Regions from separate parts of the Mus musculus genome. Here regions 2 and 3 are each linked to region 1. The links are chromatin contacts, called in public Hi-C and promoter capture Hi-C maps. All regions are on one chromosome and are shown on one strand. The core of a region is the stretch at or near the end of the contact, and the rest is flanking DNA. Distances in the headings are between cores, read along the strand shown.

Region 1 (5,082 bases), core at 1,691-4,190:
CATGCTTTCTGCATCCGAATTTAGCTGCTCAGCGCCACGCTGAGCTCAGTGACACGGGTGCTGCTTAGACCATGGCAAATAAAGCAATGCCTCGCCAGATCCCTAGCCTTTCCGGGAGTCAAGGCACTCACACTCTGAGACAAAGTCGATTTTGTTGTTAAGTGAGTTGTCTGTCCAGATATACGATTCAGTCACTCAACTGAAAGGATTAATAAATAAGGGGCAGAAAGGAGAGAGGATGGAACTGGAATCTGGAAATTAGTATGTATGGGAAGCACATAGCAAACAACATGAGAGAGCTGTTAGTGTGTTTCCGGGTCTCCATGAGAAGACAGCAGGCTCAGAAGATGCTTGGATTTGTGAATTGAAGCATGGAGATAGAAACCGTTAGCAGCTGACCAGTGCTGGAGGATTGGACATCACAGCTGCTGTTGTATCAGGAATCAGCCATAAACACAAGAGTAGCCTGGGCTTAGCTGAGTGATTCTCCACTTGTGAGTCATGACCATTGGTGACCCTTCAAAGGGGTCACCTAACACCCCTTAAAAATTAAAAGCACAGGTATTTACGTTATGATTCATAACAGCAGCAAAAGTACAGTTATGAAGTAGCAATGAAAATAATTTTGTGGTCCAGGGTCACCACAACCTAAGGAATGTATTAATGGGTTTCAGCATCAGGGAGGTTGAGAACCCTGGTTTATAGTCTATGACATTTGGATCACTTGTATACTGTAAATTTAAATTTTTCAAAGCCTATTTTTAATGATGGTGCTTAAACACTTCAATTTCCCATCTAGCCCACCACCCCCCAGTGGGAAAGAAATGTTATTATGATATGGGGAAGTGGATCTGTTTAGGGATGGATCTTTGGAGCCAGTTCCATCTGTGTTGTCAGGAACTCAGCAGTTCAGTTCACAGGTCAGCAGTGGCAGCTCGATCCACTTGCAGGCACTTCACAGATATCCCAGCTGTCTAGTTCAGTAGTGTCAGGAAAGCAGCAGCCATGGCAGGGCAGAACAGGAACAGGCAGGCCTCAGGCAAATGGACACGAGTCAGCAGGAGGAACTAGGACTAGCAGAGACATCAGGAGATGTTCTCTGCCATGCCTCTCTCAGCGAAGAGGTGAAACCAGGAAGCATGGCAGAGCTAGCTCTGCCTGCAAGCCCTTCTCACAGTCCGTTGAGTCCTATTTATACTCCTTCCAAAAATCACATGTCCTCCACGGGTATTGCCTTAGCACAAGTCTTGCCTCCACATGAGGCTGTCTGTCTTAGCAAAACTGCACGTGAGTCCGTTATCAGTTGACATCACTCTGCCTATTGGCCCAAGTCCGAGGAAGTAGCAAGCAATCTCAGAACTTTTCAAGAAGTTTTGTTGGGTGCATTTCTCTCTATGGAGTCACAACAAATGAAGCACAACAAGGATGTAAGGCAGCCCAGTACATGTGTGCTGTTAGCAAAGAGTTCTTCTTCATCACGCGTCCTTTCACGTGCTTGCTTTAGCAGAACATCCTTTCATTTGTGTCTGCTCAGCAAAGCGTTCCTTCACACACAGGAATTTACTCATCACAAATGTAGGTATCTAGAAGGTTCATGCTACGCCTAGACAGCGCCTGGCTCATTGGGTGCAGTCAGTCCTTTCTTGATGATGGATCCAGGAAGCATAACACGGTGTCCTGGTAGATGCCCTCTGAAAATGTATACATTCAGTTTTATAGTATTTTAGAACTGTTTATGAACAACAACAATAATAAAACCTGCCGTGAATCATTGAACAATTGGGAGAGTTAGGTAAGTCAACCATTTTTATTTTAAAAAACCAAGGTTAATCTAGAAAATACTGAACTGAAATGGAGTTGATTTCTGAAGCGACGTAGTAAAACATATACACGCTGCTTTTACAATGAGTCCGTTTTATTTATCTCTCTGTGACGTTTAGGAGTACCAAAATTCTTGGTAATTACATTACTAAAAGCTTAGACTGCCTTAAAAGCATGTCCCAGTGTCTGAAGGAATCCTGTCTACAACCAAGAGGGGGCAGCAGAGAGCCACAGTGCAGGAGCGATATATGTGACCAAGTCAGTTGAGTCTTGGACATCCAGATCAATAGTTTCACTTGTTGGTGCTAAGAAGCAGACGCTTGGATTTAAACTTAGTAAGCACTGGATAATTACCAATTGTTTATGGGCAGTGCTTGAGAGAAAAAAAAATAAACCAACCAACCAAACAAATGTAAACAGAGTGAAATAAGCAGGTTGCAGGTTCAGGGACATCCTGAGCTCACTGTGCAGTCTGAGCCTTTAGGATCCACAGTGACTCTGGACTCCTCAGCGTTCACATCAGACACAGTCAGGACAAAAGGGAGCTTCAGCGACATTTGCATAAACCTATATTTTTCTTATTAATTCCTAAACCATCATAAGGGAGATAAGAGATGATAAATTTTGAAAGAGTTTTTTTCTCAATTTCTTCACAATTTACAGACTTGGTTTTATTTTTTGTTCTCCTAACATTTTGTTTTATTTTTTAAAAGTGTTTGTCATTTCTGTTTATTTTCCCTATCAAGTAATTTTAAATATAAGATGAGTTTGCTTAAGAATAGTTTTGCCAGATTTTATACACATTTCAATAGAGTTATTCCTTTGATTATTTTTTACATGCTGTTTATTTGGGGACATATGTGTATATTCATAGAGAATGAAATTTATTCACCTCTATATCTTTCCTACACAATATCTGCACTGGTTTGTACTTATTTCCTTGTTTGAAAGTCTTATTGATTCATATTTAGTCTAAATGTAAAACTTGCTGAAAATTGAGGTTTACAGAATTAAGCAAGCAAACATGCATCTTTAGGGAACTGAATAGAGAATGCCTGCCTGGTGGTTTGAATTCTGTTGGCTTTGTGATTCACTAAAGCCATTCAACCTCTCTGGGCTTTTGTTTCCTTTGTGGAAACTGGGACAGAGCCAGCCAGTGGCACCAGATGGTGTCTGATTGCGATGGACAGTTGGAAACACATGGGTCTATTTTTGTTATTATAATAACAAAATATGGGGCAAGAATGTTAACTATTCTCTAATACACGCTGCAGTGTGGAGAAACAAGAGAATGGTCTAAGCCACAAGACTTTTGCGATCCCGTTGGAAGCAATAATAGATAATGGATAGTGGATAACAGATAATGGATAGTGGATAATGGATAATGGATAAACTCCTTGACAATATTTTGGTTCTTTTGATTCAGGAACATATTGCAAAGGAATAGAGAAGAGTTGCCGCTAAGAAAAATCTCCTTTCTGTTTTGGTTTGAGGAAAACACTGAGTACAGAAGATATTAGTGTTTGATGTTTTTAAATGTCCTAGAATGTCCTCCGTGAAAAGCCCATTTAGGTTTCTTTCAAATAAATTTCAGAATTTTTATAATAGTATGGTTTACCATTACAAGATTTTCAAAGATAGTCCAAGGAAGTAATTTGTACCCTGCTTTCAATTTTAACTATTTTAAGTGATAAAGGTGAACATGTGAGAGTAAGATGGAAAACTACAACTTAAAGAATGGAACTCAGCCTAAGTCCTAAGACACATGGCTACATAAAACCAGTCCTTCCAATCCCATGCCCACAAGTGACTCTGAGTTATCATGAGTTTGCTGAGATGACACTTGGATTGGCCCTGTGAGAATGCTTTCCTCTACAATCTATTTAGTACTAAGTATTTGGCAATGAGACGAGACAGTGAAAATAATCAATTCCTACTTGGAATAGACTAAATTATACTGTGTTCTATATAATATACAGCAGGGGCTTAATAGGTGCTAATAAAAATTAACTATGCCCTTAAAAGATTGCTTATTGAACATGTCCTTTCAGATACATTTTTTTTAGTGCAACCAGTTCACACAGTTAGTACAAGAAATATTTGTTTTCCTTCTACATCGCGGATGTGAAAGTTTTATGGTATGCAATAGGAATTTATACAGAAATGTATGCTATCTGTGATTGCTCTTAGAATACTGATGACTGCTTTAGACAGGCAATAAGAGTATAGATATCTGGATATGGTTGATTTCCACAGAATAATTAGTTACTGTATTTTTTACATATGTTGTCCCATGGTACATATCAAACATTGTTTTTTTTTATGATTTTGCAGTAAAAAAAATAGAATTTCTTTTCGGTAGCTTCACTACAGAGTATCAGGTGTTTTGATCCTGGGAAGCATAGGTTAAAGAATATGGATAATAATCTGCATTATCCTTTAAGCGAAGTGATTGTTCCTTTCTCTCTCCTCTTTCTGATCCTTGTTTATTAATCCTTACTATTGATTAACTTCATTATATGTGTGAAAACAGATCATTCACTTAACTATAAAATCCACTCTGTTGTGGAGTGTCAGGGCCTTGGCTACCTGGAAAGGCTCGAGATTCAGCGAGGCATTGCTTTGTTTGCAGTGGTCTAAACAGTACCTGTGCCCAGTCCTCAGCGGCTATACATGGATGCTGAAACCATGCCAGCTGTAGTTTCAGATCCCTTGAAGGTTGATACCAACCATGGAATGCATTTTGAGTCTAATTTTAGCTTTTTTAAAAATTTTTTTTATTTTTTAGAAATACCTGAATGCTCAGAGATAGTTATTTCTGATAGCTTGAACAATGATGTAACACAATTGCACTGTACTTTCTAGCTTTAAACTATATTTATTATTGTTTTGATGGTTTTGTTACTGTCATTGTTGAGTTATTACTATTCTTTGTTTTTTTGAGACAGGGTTTCTCTGTGTAGCCCTGACTGTTCTGGAATTCACATTGTAGACCGGGCTGGCCTTGAACTCACAGAGATCTGACTCCCTCTGCCTTCCGAGTGCTGGGAGTAAAGAAGAACACCACCACATTAGCAACATCTAGAAACACACAAAAGGCAGATCTTTGAGAGCATTTTAAGGTGGGATTAACTGAGCGGAGTAAGATCCACACTGAATGTGGGTGGTCCCACCCAATGGCTGTGGTTCGGTTTTGAAGGAGAAGGAGATAGGAAGATTGAGAGCAAGCTAGCAGAGCAACTGCAGCCTGTTTTCTGTTTC
Region 2 (5,082 bases), core at 1,078-3,577, 210 kb after region 1:
CTTGTCCATGGCAAATGCTGGACCAAACACAAATGGGTCCCAGTTTTTTATCTGCACTGCCAAGACTGAATGGCTCGATGGCAAGCATTTGGTCTTTGGAAAGGTGAAAGAAGGCAATGAACATTGTCGAAGCCATGGAGCGTTTTGGGTCCAAGAATGGCAAGACCAGCAAGAAGATCACCATTTGTGACTGTGGACAAGTCTAATTTCTTTTGACTTTCGGGCATTTTACCCATCAAACCATTCTTTCTGTAGCTCATAAGAACACCCCTACCCCATCTGCTCTCAATGTCCTGTAATCTCTGCTCTCACTGAAGTTCTTTGGGTTCCATATTTTCCTCATTCCCCTTCAAGTCTAGCTGGATTGCAAAGTTAAGCTTATGATTATGAATAAAAACTAAATAAGAAAAAAAAGTCAAGATCAGATTTAGAATTTAAAACAACTATACAGAGGTACCATTAACTAAATTCAATTTATATGTTCTTAAGATGTATACAAAATAAAGTTTGATATATTCGTGAAATTTTTGTTTTAACCAAGAAAAGAAAAAAAAAATAAAAAGGATTTTTTTGCAAAAACACATATCCACCAAGTAGCTTATCTAAAATATACAAAGAATATGTATATAGCACAGCAGAAAGGGAAAAAAAAACCCCAACTTTAAAGTAGGAAAATATTTACATAGTCACTGCATGAACGGTATTCAAAACCCAGAAAATCACATTAAAAAAATGTTCAGTGTCCTTAGTAGTGAGGGGAATGCAAATTTGTGTTTGAAAGGTTGCTGGTTTCCAAGAGATCCTTTGAGAACAGTGTGGTAGCTGCTGCTAAAGAATCAGGCAAAGCCAGAAGTTGCTCACATTTAGGAGGCTTGTGTGCTGGGGGTTGGGAGGATGACTGCTAAATACTGGGGAAGCAAAATGAGCTAAGTCTTTACAGCAACTGTCATTTGTGAGAGTAAACCATTAGAAACGGACGGCAGGTTTGTGGTAGATTCCACAAGGTGGTGGAACTAGTCGCATATGTAGTTCAGACTTGAAGGCACACACGTATGGGGACAGTTCTGGTGTTTACGATAAACAGGTATGCTGCCATCCAGCTAGCACAGCACTAGGCTAAAGCGTACTGAGCCCTTGTCTTCCGTGGGAGCTGCAGAGTGGGATGCATGCGTTGTGAGCTGAGGCTCAAGCTGCGCTGGCAGAAGAGCAGGGGTTGCCTTGTCAGACTCCAGGGTCTCTTTCTCTCTGAGCCTGGGAAAGTGCCACTTTATTGGATCTATAAAGCCGGGGGGGGGGGGGGGGGAGGAATCTCAAGGTGAAGAGGAAGTTCACAGACCCCTCTAACGCCTCTATTAGAACCTTCCAGCTATTCTCTCATACTTGTACACTGAGCTGGCACACAGTATAGGCAAGTTCTATTCGCATCACCCCTCTAGTTCCTGTCTCCCTGGTTATGCAAGCCTCATATTTAGGTAGATGTGACCTTAGGAAACCAAAATATCCTTTAAGATCTTACTAACTGGTTGCCTGTTCAGCTTTTCCACATTGATCCTGTAGCCCCCTCGAGGAGGTGAAGGAAAAAAATCTCCTCTTTGTTTCTCTAACTCATTAATGAATTTTAAGGGCACTCTGTAAGGTTCCTTTCCCATTCTGGTCTGGTTCGTACATTCTGAGAAACACACTGTGTTTGTGTTGAGAGTTGGCTCCCTAGCTACACTGTCTGTCACATTGATGCTCTGAGTAGGGACAGGGTTCATCTAGGAAATATATTTTCACTCACACTCTGTATCTTTTCCTAGTTTGGCATATTCTAGTCTGCATTTGGCTCTCTGTTTAAATATAAAAGAAAACTAAAACACACCCTTCAGACGCCTATGTCTGAAAAATCTGGCATTTCCGTGGGTTTTTCTTTAAGGAGGCCTTCATTTGTAACCAACACCATGCTCTCCTTAAGGAAATCAATCTCAATGCCCTATTATCCTTCCCTTTTCTTTCCTCCCAGTTTGAGGCTGCAGTTGCCTTTTTTTTTCTTATCCCCTGCTGAACCTGAAAAACCCTCTCTTTTCTACAGTTTTCTGTTCCCAGGCCCCGCTGACTTCCTTTAGAGCATGGGGGGGGGGGGGATCAGGATTGTGATGTGTGAACTGGGAGGATCTTGACCTACTCCGCTAACCCAGTGGCCTGAGCAAATCACAAGGAGGATTGGAGCCATCTGCCCAGCCCCTCCCCCACGGCAGCCTGCTGGAAAGAGACAAGTTAGTCATTCAAATGATTGGCTTTTTGCCCGCTTCTTCTCTAAATAAGAAGGCAGCAGCTTCTGCTGAGGTGCAAAGGGTTTTTGTGAATTACGGTGGTGGGTAAGACCCGAGTTCCTCCAGTTCCTGCCTATTTTCAGCTGACTAGGCGGTTAAGGATGGTAGATGCTTTCTGCGCAACCTGGAAGCTGACAGACAGTCAGAATTTTGATGAGTACATGAAAGCTCTGGGTAGGTAAAAATAAGACGTACTGTTTTCTTCTTAACTCTGTATTTTGATCCTTAGAAACCCCCGATTTTACTTACCAGGTTTCTGAAAGACAGGCTGAGCACATTGTGTCAATTATACTAAGACTGTGCATAGCCCACTCAAATAATTCTTACTGTGGTATTTTCCTGCCTTCTTGCGAAGAATCAAATAAAGGGACCATTTGATATCCTGTGGATAATGTGAAGCTTCTGTAACTTTTGGAGAAGGGAGTGAGAAGGTCCTTATTTGTGCTTACCTTGTCCATGGCTAGTGGAGTAACCATTAATCAGGTTTGGACGAAATCTACACTTTAGAATCCAATTCTGGATTCTTAGAGTGACAAGCAGATTTCTGAACTATTTTGGAAGTTGCTGTTAACTGCGCTGGCTCCCTTTGCTGTTTCAGGCGTGGGCTTTGCCACTAGGCAAGTGGGAAACGTGACCAAACCAACTGTGATTATCAGTCAGGAAGGTGGCAAAGTGGTGATCCGGACACAATGCACATTCAAGAACACAGAGATCAATTTCCAGCTGGGAGAAGAGTTTGAAGAAACCAGCATAGATGACAGAAACTGTAAGGTAAGAGGCAGCTTTATCCGGTGAGGATGGGACAGAGGATTCCCAATCTCTCCACAGACATGGAGAAGGGGAACAAGCTTTCAGAATCCCCCTTCAGGAAGAAGGAGCCAGAGCTAACATTCTAGGGTTTACTGGTTGTATCCCAGACACTGAGTAATTTCCAGAGCCAAACTTGCAGGCTATTTATCCTTTTTCACATTTTATAGCAACTTTTACCCAGAGAGTATTGAACCATGTTTATTTGAAAGAAAGACCACACCTTGTTCCTTCTCTCTGATCATCTCAGCTTGACCAATTAGTCCGTCGCACAGCAAAGCTTTGCTTAAGCAAGAAGAGTGACTAGTTCTGTATTTTTATTTCTGATCTATGCTGGTTTTTTGCAACTGGCTGTATACATGGCAGCTGAATCATAAATGGCCACATTTTAGAAAACAGAGATTCTTGAAAGTAACAGAGGATGAAGTGCTGCTGGAATAATTATGAGTGATGTACTCAGTTATGGCCCTCTCTGATAATGCTGTCGTTTGACTTCTGTGAAAAGTGGACTTCTGCCTGTTAACCCCCTTTGATTGGTTGTTGCTCTCAGTCTGTGGTTCGGTTGGATGGAGACAAGCTCATTCATGTGCAGAAGTGGGATGGCAAAGAAACAAATTGTACCAGAGAAATTAAGGATGGCAAGATGGTCGTGGTAAGTCCTAAGGAGTCTGCCTTTTCTGTCCCTGCTTCCCTTCTAAGCATCATTCTTTTGCACTCCCCTCTGGACTCTTCTTCCTTAGCCCCCACTTTTGCTCTCCCCCAACCCCTTATTTTCATCTCAGTTTCTCCTGCCGTTCAAAGTCCCTTAATATGTAAAACAGGAGGAAGGAAAAACTCAGAACTAGTTGTTGCCTCAGGTTGGCACCTGTAGAGTTTTAAAATTATACATCAATTTACCCCAAAAGTGTGTGTCAAGAACCGTGGTCATGGGATTGCTGTGAATGTCCAGCCTTCAACTGGAACTTAAATGTAAGCTACTCATTAGGAAAATATTTGAAGATAACTCATAGGAAAACATAAAGTAACGAAATATCAGAGTAGTTACCTATTAGAGACTGTAATTAAGGCATTTTAAACATTTTAAATTTTAGTTTATAAGAGCTCAGTGCAAATAATTTTAACAAAAGGTGAAGCTTTAATTTTTACTAGATCTGTTTGATGTTACTCCCTTACAGTTGTTTTCATATTTAATGAATCAGCTAAGTTTTCAAGATATGTCCAGTGACAGCTAGGCATATAAATATCCTAAGATAGAAAATAATTTTATAAATAATTTCCCTCATGATAGAAGTTAGGCCTTGATCTAGACCTGTAGAGACAATTTTAAAAATAGAAATATTTAGATGATAGTGATATGGGTAAGTTTGATTATTACTCTTGAGGATGTCTGGGGTTCCCTTACAAACTCCTGCTAAGATTTTCTAGCTGCCTTTCTAGTGCCTTTCTGGCTGCTGGTACAGAATAGATTGCTCACTTCTTTACTATCACAGTCAGAACTATTCTGTACTTAAATACACTTCTTCTCACATGTAGAATGTTGGAGAGCAGGGAGCAGAGATTTTTCTTGAATAATCAACAAAGAAAAGAGTTCATTTCTAACAATTATCCTAAAGTTATCTTTTTATGAGTAGCCTTGATTCCTTTCTTGTTTATACAAAGCTAGAGCAAGCTCATCTTTAGAAATCCTGACTGTGGTCAGGCAAGACTGAGTTCTGCAAGAACTCAGATTACAGAAAGGCATACTGAATTCTGAGGGTTTACCAATGCTTGGAACGTCTTGGGTATAAACCTTAATACTTTTTTTTTGTAGTAATTCTTCACTTTCAGAGTAAGAGCATCAAAATTCAGTGCCCCTGCCACCTAAGCATCTAGATTATGTTCACATGAGCTAAACATGACAGTCAAAGTAGAGAGAACACCGTACTGGCATGTCCTTGCTGAGCTTAAAATAAGTCACTCCTGA
Region 3 (5,082 bases), core at 1,005-3,504, 170 kb after region 1:
CGAGGGTGGCCTTGAGAACTCACACAGCATCCACGGAGAGTCAGGACAGAACTCTGAACCAGAGTGTGCACTGCTTCTCTTAAACCAAAAGGCCACACTGTCCATATTCATTCAGACAAGAGTTTTATTCAGTCGGCCTGAATCCTAGCGAAACCGAAAAGCTATATACAAGGAGAATCATATTAGAGCTATTTGTTTGCTTTTCCTTCTTCCTTCCTTCCTTCCTTCCTTCCTTCCTTCCTTCCTTCCTTCCTTCCTTCCTTTCTCTCTCTCTCTCTCTCTCTCTCTCTCTCTCTCTCTTTCTTTCTTTCTTTCTTTCTCTCTTTCTTCCCGCCTTCCTTTCTCCTCCTCCTCTTCTCTCTCCTTTTCTTTTTAATTTTAACATGATATTTTGTTTTTAATCTCTTGTTTATGTTTTCTCTCTTTTTATAGTACATATCTTTTGGGTCTCCTCCTCTCCCTTTCCCTCCTCCTCCTCTTTCTTTTTCCTCCTCCTCTCTCTCCCCCCCACAAAAGAGTTTAGATGACAAACCCAATAATCATTTAACTTATCATTAATTTTCAGAATGTGAACCAAATGGAAAATCTGTGGTAAACCCACAGATTGGGTAGATGACCATACTTGTAGGAGACAAGGATGAGTGTCTAGATGGGAGAGAGATAAAGTGCTACTCCCAGACTTAACCTTTGTGTGTGTCCTGGGGCTTCCCGCGACAGTGAATAGAACACAGAGACATTCTGAGACAGTATTGGGCACCTTTGGAGTACTACAACGGAAGTACCAGTGATAACCGAGAGACTGAAAAGGTGTGCTTGTGATTTCACAGGTTTCTGTGCAAGGTCATGGTGGGAGCATGCAGTTGGAAGACCGGTTCATCTCACTGTAGATTCCATCATAGATCCTACCTCCCACTACTCTGAATAGTACCATGGCTCTGATGAGGGAACCCTTCGGGGGACGGCCAAGCTGCAGACTGTAACAGGAGCAGCATACAAACAATCTGATATCCACTGACAAAAATTTGAAATCAGAGCATATTGAGCGCATGTGTTCTGTTCCATGTGCCTTGGAGGGGCACATGTGACTGCGCAGCTTCTCCAAGGTGTGGGCTAGCCCAGCTGCTGAGGCCTTGGGGAGCCACTCTTCAGAGAGTAAGATATTAAGAACAAAGGGCTTGTTACTCCTTTGATTCCATGGACTTGACTTTGGCAGTTCTGTGAGAGCTCCCAGCGCACTAAATAGACGTTCAGATATTCCTGTTTTATTTTTTTTTAATCGATTTGGATTTAAAATAACGGGGATTTACTTTTTCCTATCAATTTTTCGATGTCGCAGTGTGGTGGCTACTAAGAGGGACAGAGCAAGGCAGCCAGTTTGTGTGGATTTGGGTGGATTTCTACCTAAAATTGGGTAAATGATATTGCTTCTTGGGTAAATTATTTTGCTTACATGTTCACAAAATTAAATACTTATGTATGAAAATTCATAAAATGGACACCAGGTGGCGATGTCACTCTACCGCTAACACATCAAAGCCAATCTGCCCAGATTGCCCTAGGTTTCCAGATTATTTTTGTTGTTGTTGCGTTGTTTTTACTAATGCTGCTGTGTGTTGGTGGGGATTATCTTAAGCGGGCAGGGGTGGAATCACCAAACTACAGTTTTTCACACACACACCCCTCCCTGAAAAGATGCCTTATCGGACTATAATAAAGTACTCTAATCTGGCTACTGGTTTCTTTTCAATTTTAGGGAACACTATTGAACTTAGGTGCCAGGAGAGGGAGCTATAGTGCATCTTTAAAATAAACTTAGGCATGTATAAAGGCTACGGCTTTTTCTATTCAACAGTTTCTTTCTTATATGCAACACAACCAGCTAGATTTTATTTATTAATTTAATACGGTTGTGCACAATGCTTTTTTTTATTAAAATCAAATTACAAACAATTCTGAATTGTGTAAAACTTTAAGATTCAAATAGGCCTTTGATGCCTTTCAAGTTAGAAGCACTATTTGCCAATTGAGACTTATTTGGATCTCTCAAAGCAGCTTGAGGCAAGTGAATAACATGTGAATGGGCGTCTTTATTCTTGCCTTAGTGCAGAATATCTTCTATCAGAGCACAGCCTCCTTAGTGAGAAAATGGGACTCTTAAAAGAAAGGACATGAGGTTAACTGATTTGCCTGGTCTTCCCAGGGTGGGGGTGGAGGAGATAGCTATTTTCTCACTGTGTGCTGTGTGGGAACGTTGAATGTACAAAGAGGATGCTGGCCAAGAAGTCTTGGCAAGGAACTGTTGGGGACTAAAGGCACTGAGTATAGCTGCTGGTACCACTGGAGTATTTTCCCTAGAGAGGACACATGCAAGTGATAGCATGAGAAGAACATAATGTCTAACACTAAGCATTAACTATTATCCTAAGTGCTTCATACATAATTAGTTCTGACTATAGCCCTATGCATGAGAGCACATGGCCCAAAATGGCTACCCAAGATGAGCCCAGTAAGAGGCAAAGACAGGTTTTAAAGCAAGGCAGGCTGGCTTCAGAAATGGAACTTTCAAACTGTGGACTTCTTTTTTGTTTTATGGTTTAAGAGTTTATTATAGAAATGCAGGGGAAAGAGAGAAGAGAGAGAAAGGGGGAGGGGAGAGAGGAGAGGAGAAGACAAAGAGAAAGGAGAGGGGAGAGAGAAGTGAGAAAAGTGAGAGATAAAGGAATATAGGAGTAAGAGAGCCAAACTGTGGACTTCTATCATCTCCCCAGATAGCAAGAGACACTTCCATAATAGTTCTCTGATGTACACATATCATTCTGAGAGCTTTATTCACATGGGTCCTTATAAGTCATATACTCCCGTGGTATGGTACTACTATTGTCCCTGTTTTGCACCAGGAGAAACTGAGGCACAAATGAGTTAAAAGGTTAAGGTGATTATTGACGGTGAGGATGTGTTTAAAGGCAAGAATGCTTTTTATTGGGCTGGAGAGATGGCTCAGCAGGTAAGAGTACTGACTGCTCTTCTGAAGGTCCTGAGTTCAAATCCCAGAAACCACATACATGCACATGGTGGCTTACAACCATCCGTAATGAGATTTGACGCCCTCTTCTGGTGTGTCTGAAGACAGTTACAGTGTGCTTAATCATAATAATTAAATCTTTTTTTTTAAAGAAAAAGAATGCTTTTTATTTATAACAAAGTCCTTTTGAAGTTACAGAGCAGATGCAGAATTCAGTGTGGATTCCTCCGCCCCGGGGTTTCTTTTGCTTCTGTTTATGCCTCCCCTCCAGGTTCTCATGAGCTATACCATCTCTTTCTAAGGTACTGCTATAATCATTGAATGAATAATTTTTGTTCTTGGTGCCTATTAGCTGGGATTTAAGTACACACACAAGGTCACTAAACATGTAGAGAAAACAAGACACAACTTATTTCACTTCCTCTGCACTGAGGGCCACACCCTGTAATAATTCTGCTTTTACTACTTTTACAAAAGGTTGCAGGGTCATGACACATGTCTGCTTGCTTCCTGTTACCAGCCAGTCTTTGCTAGTATTCTCTGTTAACACAGACAGGCTGTCTGTAGGTCTCTGGAGCAGGTGTTCACCTCCCAGTGATAATTAACAAGTACACAGTCTCACTCCTCAGACCAGAACATCTCTGTCTCAAGAAAATGGAAGTTTATGAAATGGACCAGGAGGTAGTGAGGCAATGATTACTCCATGATGATCAGAGACTGGGGGGATGAACTGATCAGTTAACTCTGCCTATTAGCAGAAAATGAGGCTCAGCGGCTGGGTTATTCCATCACTAAATCCAAAAGAGGGAGAAAGAATACTTTGCTTCTTTGCAGGTACTCTTTTATTACACATTCCTAGAGTTTCAGTTTTCTTAAACTGAAGTTATAGGAAAGCTAACAACCTAGACTTGATAGTCTTTGAATTTGGGGATTTATTTTTGAGATATTTTAAAAGAATAAAACTCTGGCAATAATGGCCTGTTCACTCTTGCAAACAAATTTATATTTTATTTTCCCTGAACTACTTATTTTGTTTTTTTCTAGTTTGAGAGGAGACAGATGGGGCATATTGCATGTGATCTCCAGAAAAGTACACTCAAACTTGGTGACTTTGTTTCTCAGCATTGACTGAAGGTATTATTAGCAAGTTCTTCAATGCTCATGCATGACAGCTTAATTCTACACGAGTGTGCTGAGTCCTCAGTCCTTACTACCTCTCCAAGATATGGAAACATTTAGTTCCATTCTGATGCCTGCCTAACTTTCCTAGGTTGCGTACATGTTACACTGTGTTGCCTTGGTGATAAGCCCTCCTATTTCAGTGAGTTGAACTCATAAGAACTTCCTTCCTTGTGGAAAAAAGCTTCCTGTGCCCCTTCATTGCACCCCATTCCTGTTCCGGATGGCTCTGGAGTTCTCATAGAGCTATTAGGTCTTCAGTGGCCAGAGAGGGTGAAAAGAGGGCCCCCTCTATGGCTGCCTCTCTGAGTGCTCCTACAAAGCTTCTGCTGTCTCCTCCGTTCAGGATCAGCCAAATGATGAGCAGCAGCATCAGTGTGGGTCACATGACAGAGTAAGCTGTGATAAGTGAAGGCTACAAATGAGGCAATGGAGTGAACTCACAGAGGAAGGCTGAACTCAAAAGGAATGGCAAGTATTTCAGATGAGAGGTGCCGAGTGGCGACCAGAATTGCATAGGTGGATTGTTGAGTTTCACATTGTGGTACACACAGAGAAAAGCAAGGTTCAACATTGAAAATGAGGTTCTGCAAAGATCCCGAAGACCCAGGAAAATCAGGCTGAGACATCTGGGTTTTGTCCCTGTAAGCAAATGCAAACAAAAGCAAATCCTACCTTGTAGTAGATAAATGAAAAGTGGGCAGCAGTCAGCAAAAACTGACTTGTAGTTTCCTCCTTACTAAGGTGATAAAAGTATTCTGACAAAAATGATTTATGGGAGGAAACAATTTAGCTTAAACTCCTAGGTCACAGTTCATCCTTGAGGGAAGCATAGGAAATCTTCTCCTAGGCTGAGGTTCTCACACAGGCTCAAGCTCAGC

The links. Promoter capture Hi-C pulls out the DNA fragments that hold promoters and counts their contacts. Hi-C and Micro-C count contacts between places; a contact is called where the count stands out from the background.
Region 2: a contact with region 1 is called in a promoter capture Hi-C map of neural stem cells. The contact joins the promoter of Fabp7 here to the enhancer-like site in region 1. A contact is called at or near these places in 8 of 39 promoter capture datasets (the HPC-7 cell line, HPC-7-derived erythroid cells, hippocampal neurons and 4 more), 1 of 15 datasets of contacts at CTCF or cohesin (large pre-B cells), 3 of 484 Hi-C or Micro-C datasets (embryonic stem cells and neural stem cells), 4 of 115 datasets of contacts at active chromatin or transcription factors (bone marrow-derived macrophages, embryonic stem cells, large pre-B cells and 1 more) and 4 of 9 other capture datasets (adipose tissue, embryonic stem cells, liver and 1 more).
Region 3: a contact with region 1 is called in a Hi-C map of neural stem cells, with 2.1 times the contacts expected there. The contact joins two enhancer-like sites. A contact is called at or near these places in 1 of 15 datasets of contacts at CTCF or cohesin (large pre-B cells), 29 of 484 Hi-C or Micro-C datasets (B cells, the G1E-ER4 cell line, the HL-1 cell line and 19 more) and 5 of 115 datasets of contacts at active chromatin or transcription factors (astrocytes, bone marrow-derived dendritic cells, bone marrow-derived macrophages and 2 more).

What each region holds. Positions count from the first base shown.
Region 1 is chr10:57,569,366-57,574,447 of GRCm38.p6, forward strand. No RefSeq gene overlaps it. Among named protein-coding and RNA genes, the nearest start is that of Serinc1, 39 kb to the left of the region's middle. Within about 2 kb of position 2,941, at least 8 of the 459 cell types and tissues checked have an H3K27ac peak or open chromatin away from gene starts, as enhancers often do. A contact at or near this core is called in cerebellum, neural stem cells and stem cell-derived neural stem cells, where this site is marked.
Region 2 is chr10:57,782,596-57,787,677 of GRCm38.p6, forward strand. It overlaps Fabp7 (fatty acid binding protein 7, brain), which reads left to right and starts at 2,328. Exons shown (of 4, transcript NM_021272.3): 1 at 2,328-2,486; 2 at 2,911-3,083; 3 at 3,670-3,771. The coding sequence starts at 2,414. It also overlaps the pseudogene Gm5777.
Region 3 is chr10:57,742,152-57,747,233 of GRCm38.p6, forward strand. No RefSeq gene overlaps it. Among named protein-coding and RNA genes, the nearest start is that of Fabp7, 40 kb to the right of the region's middle. Within about 2 kb of position 2,255, at least 80 of the 459 cell types and tissues checked have an H3K27ac peak or open chromatin away from gene starts, as enhancers often do. A contact at or near this core is called in cerebellum, neural stem cells and stem cell-derived neural stem cells, where this site is marked.